Regions from separate parts of the Mus musculus genome. Here regions 2 and 3 are each linked to region 1. Evidence: chromatin contacts called from public HiChIP or PLAC-seq and capture Hi-C data. All regions are on one chromosome and are shown on one strand. Each heading gives the region's core, a stretch centred on a gene start, on an enhancer-like site or on the middle of the called end of the contact. The rest is flanking DNA. Distances are from core to core; before and after follow the strand shown. Region 1 holds the start of Ccin (calicin). Region 2 holds the start of Fam166b (family with sequence similarity 166, member B). Region 3 holds the start of Vcp (valosin containing protein).

Evidence for each region. HiChIP or PLAC-seq counts read pairs in DNA pulled down with a chosen protein or histone mark. Capture Hi-C pulls out chosen DNA fragments and counts their contacts.
Region 2: a contact with region 1 is called in a capture Hi-C map of macrophages, with 3 times the contacts expected there. The contact joins the promoter of Fam166b here to the promoter of Ccin in region 1. A contact is called at or near these places in 1 of 115 datasets of contacts at active chromatin or transcription factors (microglia) and 2 of 9 other capture datasets (liver and macrophages).
Region 3: an H3K4me3 HiChIP or PLAC-seq map of bone marrow-derived macrophages shows a contact between it and region 1, with 8 times the contacts expected there. The contact joins the promoter of Vcp here to the promoter of Ccin in region 1. A contact is called at or near these places in 3 of 115 datasets of contacts at active chromatin or transcription factors (astrocytes, bone marrow-derived macrophages and memory CD8 T cells).

The regions. Positions count from the first base shown.
Region 1 is chr4:43,982,080-43,984,779 of GRCm38.p6, reverse strand. Ccin (calicin) reads right to left here and starts at 1,276. Exons shown (of 1, transcript NM_001002787.2): 1 at 1-1,276. The coding sequence starts at 1,185.
Region 2 is chr4:43,427,749-43,430,448 of GRCm38.p6, reverse strand. Fam166b (family with sequence similarity 166, member B) reads left to right here and starts at 1,315. Exons shown (of 6, transcript NM_001369077.1): 1 at 1,315-1,421; 2 at 1,983-2,206; 3 at 2,280-2,476; 4 at 2,610-2,661. The coding sequence starts at 1,360.
Region 3 is chr4:42,999,106-43,001,805 of GRCm38.p6, reverse strand. Vcp (valosin containing protein) reads left to right here and starts at 1,299. Exons shown (of 17, transcript NM_009503.4): 1 at 1,299-1,644. The coding sequence starts at 1,628.

The DNA of each region.
Region 1 (2,700 bases), core at 27-2,526:
GCGATAAATGTTAGAGACGTACCGGCGTGGGGCAATGCTCCCACCCACTGAGTAAACTGTTCCCCCGCAGGTCACCATGGTGTGGAAGACAAGCCCAATGGGCAGGTCAGGTAGCTTGGTCCAGGAGTTGTCGTCCATGTCATACCGCCACGCTGTCTTCAGTCCTGAAATCTGCTCAGTGGTGCCACCGGATATGTAGATGTAACGGCCAGCAGCAGTGGCACTGAGCGCGGCTGCCCGGTATGGCATCTCTGAGAGCTTCAGCCACAGGTTCTCCTGGATGATATAGGCAAACACCCCATCGTTGAACTTACCGTGGGCCTTCTGGCCACCCAGGATGACCACCGAGTCAAGCAGGGCCCCTTTCCGCTGGTAGCTCAGCAGGCTGCACGGGCGCTCCTGCTTGCGGTCCATCAGGACACTTTCGATCAAGGTCGCGTGGGCAGAGTTGTTCTCCAAGCCAACCAGCTTGTTGCTGGCAAACATCAGCGTCTTGTTGGAGACCGCATTGAGATTGATGTAATTGAAGAACTTCTTGAAGTATTTTTCCCGCTCCTCCTTCCGGAAGTACACCCAACTGATGAGTGCGCTGAGCGCCTGGTCCTCGTTGAGCACGTGGAGGTTTTCATCCCGGAGCAGGCGACCGAAGATGACGGGTGGGCAGCGCATGAAGTGCATAGAGCCCTCGGGACTGGCCCAGAAGTGGAAGTTGTCACGAATGCCAGAGTAGGCCAAGTCTGATACTTCTTTGAGCTCGAACAGCTCAGCCAAGAAGAGGTAGCGCAAGCAGTTGACGCGGCGAATAGACTTAATAAGGAAGTCATTGCAGTGAATCCGAAGGCGTGGGGTATTGAAATACTGTGCGCCCCGGAGCAGCTCCTCCACGTTCTGCTCTGAGATCACCACTTTGCCGCTGTAGAAGTAATCCAGGAGCTGGTCCACCGTGGCTGGGCTCAGGTAGTTGGGGTCGATGGTGATGTAGAGTTCATCGGTGGTCTTCATGTCGTTGCTGGAGATGAGGCTTTTCACTAGTGGAGAGACGGCAGCCAGCACGTTGCGATGTGCGAAGAAGACATGATGGTCCACAGTCAGGGCCATGTCCCAGTACTCTTTACGCTTCCTCTGTTTGTTCAGGTTTTGCAGCACAAAGCTGTTGTAGTTTTTCTCTGTGAATTCCAGTTTCATGGTGCTTCTTGTTGGCCGAGACAGAAGATTCGTAGCAGGTACCGGAGGGCAGACTTTTCCAGGCCTTTGGGGTTTGTACTGATGGTTGTTTGCAGAGCAGCTGACCAGAGAGGAGTGGGCGTGGGAGAGAGGGTGACGTCATAGAATGGATGAGGTCATCATAATGTAGCCCCCTCCCCGCCCCCAGGCCTTTCTCTCCCCAGAGCTTCAGAGGAAGCTCTGGAATGGGGCCACGGTGTCCCCCTGGGCCTTTCAAGTCACAGTCCTCGGCTTCGCCGGGAATGTTCGAACTGGTTTGGGTGGGGCAGAGAGCAGCTGTGGAGAGGGAAAATTTAGGGTGGGAGGAGAGGTTACCATGATCTAGAAGCCTCCCTTTTAACCAGAAGGCTGAAGTCCTGCTGAGGAAGGACTCCCCCTGTCACAGAGGCAGTTAGAGGCAGAGCAAACCTGGAACTCCCACAGTGTGGGGCGTTACAACCCTTTCACCCCTTCAGGAAGTGGGGACCAGACAGTTTTCATGGTTCAATTCTTAGGCCCTGAAGGCCCTTTTTTCTACCAAGGTTCCTGGACGTCTGAGAAGACAAACCCTCTGGCTTCTGATCTCTGTAGTCAGAATACAGTTTTCATGGAGAAGTGGGTGACACTCACTGGAGCAGAAATGGAGGGGCCAGCCAGCCCTAGGAAGATGGGAGGACTTGGAAACGCCAGTACCAGGTTTCCAACCTCCCATACCAGGTTTGGAAACTTCCCATACCAGGTTTCCAAGTATCTAGTAAAATGCTGGGGAAATGCCTGATTCGGCCTCTCCACTCCGAGTTTCTTAGACCAGTTCACTCAGGCCTCAGATTCCTCTTCTGTGAGATGAGAATACTCGCTTCAAAGTGCAGCAGGCACAGCGCTTAGCTTACAGCAAACGTTCCAATAAATGCCAGTTCTTGTTTCTTAGTTGATATAACCACAGCTGTGGGCATCCCCGAAGCCCTCGACGGGTTATAGGAGCCTGCTTCGGCCGCACGGTGGCGCTGCAGGGTCACCTCCTGGCCAGAAGCACGCCGCCTCCGTGCTCAGCTTCTCCAATGGCGTAGAGAGGAAACTCACCCGCCCCGGGGCGTCCCTTTCTGCCTGCTTTGTCCCGCCTAGGGCTCCTTTGTGTAGGAGCGACTCTGAAACTCATACGTCTGGACCCGGGGCTCACAGTGTGGCAGACCCACACCTGTTCTCATTTTACAGATGTGGACAGAGCCCGGCAATGGTGTATGACCAAAGCCACCCTGGGACCTCTTAGGAAGAACCGTGCCATATGGTCACTTGTACTGGTCAGGAGGACCTGACTGCAGACCCCATCTCCACTGTGGGCTCCAAGCCTCACTCCAGACCTTCTGGTCCTCCTGAACGCCCCTCCCAGAGTGACTGTCAGCTCCATACCCACCACTCTCCAGCCCTCTTGCTGGCTTGGATTCTCATTCATCTTTCCATCCCACACCTAGCCTTTTCCTTATCTAGGAACTTGGTAAT
Region 2 (2,700 bases), core at 66-2,565, 550 kb after region 1:
AGTGTTCCATCATCACATAGAGGGCCATTTCGAGCCAGAAAGCAACCTCCTCTCCTCTTGTGTGTCTCCTTCTGAGGAGCTAAGGCTATTCCACAGGGCCCCTCCTAGCTACAAGAGTGCCAGAAGCCCAGGCTCACAATCTAGACTGTTAAAAACTTTGCTTTGTTTAAAAAAGTAAAGTTGGCTTGCCTGCTGGTCTTAATCCTTTATCCTTACATGACTCTCCTTCCCTGAACCCTCTGAGTGGGAGCACACCCCCGACTCCTCACAGGGTTACCACTCACCCACATTCCCTGTGTCAGAAGCCGAGGCATCCTCGTGAGGCCTTAGTCACCACTCCTTTCACCTACCTTCTCGAGACCGCTGACCCTCAGAGTCTTGGTAAGCTCAGGTATTTTAACTTTCTCACTGGAGTTTGGAGAAGTTGGGGCCAGAGAAAGTTAAGGTACCTACCTCCTCCAAGAGGATGAGGCCCTCAGATAGGTGTCAAAGCCTGCCGGGCCTCATGCCCCAGTTCTTGCCCCCACCCCACAATTCTGGCTTCACATTCTTCTGAGCTAATATCTTTATGTCCTGGGGGATACACTTGGGTGGTAGAGGACTTGCCCTGCCTGTGTGGGGCCTCTGTTTCCAGCTCCAGGACGTTGGTACATTAATTTGGGCGCCAGGGCAGTCAGGGTAAACAGTATCATCCGCAGCTGCACATGAGGCCAGCGGCTCAGTCTTAGCCAGAGGCTTGTGGACCTTCCTTCCGCATAGTACGTTCTGCCATCCTTAGGGTGTTGAGCCGAGCAAGACGTTATTAATGAGTGGATGATTTGGAGTATAGCAGCTATCCAGTAAATAATCCTTGCATTAATGCAATTATCTGTTTCTTTTTCTTTCCCTTTCCCTCTTTCTTTCCCTCTCTTTCTCTCTCTTTCTCTCTCTCTCTCTCTCTCTCTCTCTCTCTCTCTCTCTCTCTCTCTCTCTCTCTCTCTCTCTCTCTCTCTCTCTCTCTCTTTCTGTTTCTCGAGACAGGGTTTCTCTGTGTAGCCCTGGCTGTCCTGGAACTCACTCTGTAGACCAGGCTGGCCTCATCCTCTTGCCTTCCACCCAGAGGCTTTCGCAGCTGTTCCCCTCAGCCTCTGCCCTTTTCCAAGTGACAGAGCGGCACCCACTCCGGGAAGACCAGGAAGCTCCTCTCCACCACCTCTGCTGGCTTTACCCCAGCAATCCCCACTCCAGGGAGTGGGGGGTGGGCCTTCATTCGCCAACTCTCGGCCCCGCCCCCTCCCTCCTGCCCCATAGCCCTGGACACAGTACACAGGGCCCAGAGTCCCTCCTGGAAGGGAAATAAAAGGAACTGCGCCAGTTCCCATGGCTGTGGTCAACACTTCCATCCCAGGGCTCAGCGGCGAGAATCCGCATTATATTCCAGGGTAAGACTCCTCCCAGAGCACTCCCCTGCTTGCTTCTGGGAATGGGGATTGGGATCTAGGAGCCAGTTCACAGACACTGGGGTCAAGATGAGAACTGGGGTGTGTCAATGGTATGGTATGGAAAGGGGAATCTAGCGGCTGTGAGAGCCAGGTCTAACAAAGCTTTGTGTTGTGGTCCCCACGGAAACAGGGTAAAAGCAGGAAGGACTGGACACCCAGGCAGAGGGCTGGGGATGTAGTCGCTTCAGTGATTTAATGATTGCCTAGAACACAAGGCACTAGGTCCTGTCCCCAGTAGGTAAAAGAGACAAAGAACAGAAATAAAGACCTCCAGACTCAAGCTGGGGCAGGAGTGGTTGGACCCGTGTGAGCCAAGCATGGGGCGGGGATGTAGAAGGATCAAAGGTGTTTGGTCAGCCTAGGCTAGAGAGTGAGACCCCGTGTAAAAATAAACACACAAGCACTTGCTGCAAGTGCACACCAAAGCGGGGCTTTCCTGCCTGTGTCAGGATGGTGGTGTAGGGTCCAACTCAGAGCTATGGGATGGATCCTGTGCTGCAGGTACACCGGACACTGCCCGCTACTTCGGTTCAGCATGGGCCAGACCTATGGGCAGGTGACTGGTCAGCTACTCCGAGGCCCTCCTGGTCTAGCCTGGCCTCCTGCCCACCGCACACTTCTGCCTCCCATCCAGTCTCCAAGATCTCCTGTGATCTCCAAGGGGAGGCTGCCTCCCAGGCGCGGGCATGAAAGGCTCAGCTCCAGCATAATCCCTGGGTATACAGGTCTGTATAGAGGTCTGAATGGGTGTCCCCTTCGAAGAGAACGTGCCGTGAACTAACACATCTTCTCCGTCAGGTTTTATACCACGGGCACAGTTCATTTTTGCCAAGAACTGCAACCAGGTTTGGGCTGAAGCTATGAGTGAATTTACACGAAGGCACGGGGAGCAAGAGAGCCATCAACTGCCAGACGGAGCCAAGGGAGAGAGAGAAGTGGAAGAAGACCAGCTGCGGGAGGCAGAGGAGCCACCGCTGAAGCAGGAGTTGGCACATGTGAGATGGGGCAGGCAGGTGGGGTGGGGGTGGGCGCTCGTGCTTTGCCTGGGGGCACCGTGGGGCATGGCTGCCAGCTGTCTGCGGGGTGCCTGAACTTAATTCTTTTTCTTTCATTGACTTCTCTCATCAGGCTTCCCCCTACTCCATGGATGATACAGATCCCCACAAGTTCTTCATGTCAGGTGAGAGGAAGTGGGTAGCAACCAAAGGCGAGGGGAGAC
Region 3 (2,700 bases), core at 50-2,549, 980 kb after region 1:
TGTTTCTCAGAGTAACTCCATCTGTACAAACATCTCTCAGGTCAGTCTGTGTGGGTAGGAGGTGAAGGGTGAATTGAGTCAACCAGAGCCAACCAACCATCTTTTGACTATAATGAAAGTCAATGGATTGTCTTTTGGGACACAAGGACCTTAAGTCACAGCACTTGGTTGATTTTCTTGCTCTTGGGCACGACTGCATTTCTGAGTGTTCTGCAGTTGTCCTTGACTTGCATGAACCTCAGTGCTCTCCCTCCCCAGATAATATTTATACTCTATGGTAAGGAGTGTGTACTCCCAAGGCCTGAGAAACTGCAAAACCTGCATGATTACAAGAGAGTGCAAGGGCAATAGGGTGAAGTAAGAGCTGGGGTGCTGATTCAGAACTGGGGTCCAGAGAAGAAGAGGGGGTGGGGTAGGTGGGGCTAGGTTTTTGTTTTTTGGTTTGTTTGTTTGTTTGTTTGTTTGACTCGAGTTTAGTTATGCAGCATTATCTGGCTTCAAACTTTCAATCTACCTTTAGCCTCTGGAGTACTGGGATCTAGGATGTACACCACCATACCCAGCTAATTTTACCTTTTAAAAAATTTTATCTAATTAGTTTTGAGACGGGGTCTCACTATGTAGCTCTGGCTGGGCTGGCTGGAACTCTTTTTTTTTTTTTTTTTTTTAATAGATCAGGCTGACTCAAAAGTCACAGGTTGCTGCCTGCCTCCGAAGTGCTGACATTAAAAGCATGGACTACCACATTGCTTTTAAAATTTATTGAAATACTGTTTGGGACTAGAATTAAAGATATGGTCTTGTATCCTGGGTTGATCTCCATCTATTAGTCTTCCTGCCTCTCATCTTCCCAACTACTAAAAGTACAGACCTAGTCCATCAACCACGCCCTTGGTTGGAGCCAGTGTTTTAAAGGAGCATGAAGGATTTTAGTATGGTGGAGTAAGAGGATCCCTAGGATTGGCGAGAAATGAACAATGTGGGCTATTATTACAACCCAACTAAACTAATAAGGGTTCAGGCCTTTGTGCGAGGTTCTTCCAGCTGCTTATAAACTAAGGAGCCAATCAATTGAAGCCAAGTAGGAGAGGCCTCCTCCGAGGGATAAAGAGGATATGGCCTATTGCCTTTGTCGATTGGTCAAGACTCCCTATCCGTCGAGGAAGCGTAGTGCTGCGGCCAATTGACGTGGCGTTACTAGGCGTGTTGCAGCCTTGAGGCGGGGCCAGGCCACAAACGAATTTTCTGATTGGTTACGGTCTGCGGGTTGCTGGGGAGAGGCACGGAGAGGCGGGCACGAGTCCCAAGGCCGGCGCTGATTGGTTGGGGTTAGAGCAGCTTTCCTTCCGATGATTCGGCTTTTCTCGGTTCAGTCTCCGTGAAGCGTTTGCAGCCGTCGTTTGATTAGTCGCTGCCCCCCTCGCGGATTAGGAGCTAGCGTCTCCCGCCCGCCCGCCTGCCGCCCCGGTGCCCCTGGGAGGAAGCGAGAGGGAGGCTGCCAGAGGGTTTGTCACTGCTGTTGCTCCTCCGCCTCAGCGAGTCCAGCCCCGGCCTAGTCGGTCGCCTGCCTTTCTCATAGCCGTTACCCTCAGGCCGCCACAGCCGCCGACCGGGAGAGGCGCGCGCCATGGCCTCTGGAGCCGAGTAAGTGTCTGCGCGCGCCCGCCCTCCCGCTGGCTGCGGGGGCGCGCACCGTGGGACCCGCCGTGCTGGCTAGGCCCGGTCGGGCCGCGTCGGAGAGTCTAGGCCGGGAGGGAGAGAGAGGGAAGGAGAGGCCAGGGACGAGGGAGGGCCTCAGGCCGGGCTGTGCACCCGCGCGCCCCCTAGGTCGGGTCCGCGCTGGGCCTGGGTCGGAGCCTGGACAAGATGGTGCTGTGTCATGCAGGCCCCGACCGCCTGAGTAGCTCCCTCGGCGCGGCGGCCCCGGCCTAGTTAGACTTTGGGGTCCACACTCCCTGCGTGGAGACCTTTGGCGCTGGCACGCCGGTCGGCCATGTCGCCGACCACACGCAGAAGACCCTGAGCCTGAGAAGGGAAAACACTGCAAGCCCGAGGCCGCGACTGGGCCCGGTGGGCGTGGACTTGGGGCCACGTGAAGGCCTCAGGAGCCCTGAGACTCTAGGGAAGGCCGGGCCAGGGAGATCTGAGGAATCCAGCCCGGTCTCGGTGGATCTGGGACGGTGTCACTGCGGGAAGTTGGCATCTTCTGAACTACGTGTAGTGAGGGGCTGTTAGGGAGAGGGCAAGTCATGCCCTTCTCAAATGGCAGTTTTTCACTGTGGGAGACCTGTTGTAAACACCCGGAAGTTTTAACTAGGGGCTTTTTTTTTCGTTAGTGTTTTGCTTTGTGTATATATTTTTGTTTTTGCTATGATCGGAGGTGGCTAGAAAGGAGTTGGTTTTCTTTTATTTTTAGGCGCTGAAGTTAGAATCCGAGTTGTTTTTATTCTTTGTATCTTAGCTTTGAGAGCTTGTAGGTTAGAGTTGGCTTAACTCTTCAAAATAAACAGATCTCTATCCCCAAGCATCTATGTTGAGTCTCTGGACTCTTATAGCCCCACCTTCATCTTTCAGAGAGCATAAAATAAAACCTAGCCATCTCAGCCCATTTAGTTAGAAACTAGAGCTTCCCATACAAAAACAAAGCAAACAAAAAACTAGCAAGTGTAGGAAAATATACAAACCCAGAGGTTTTGAGGC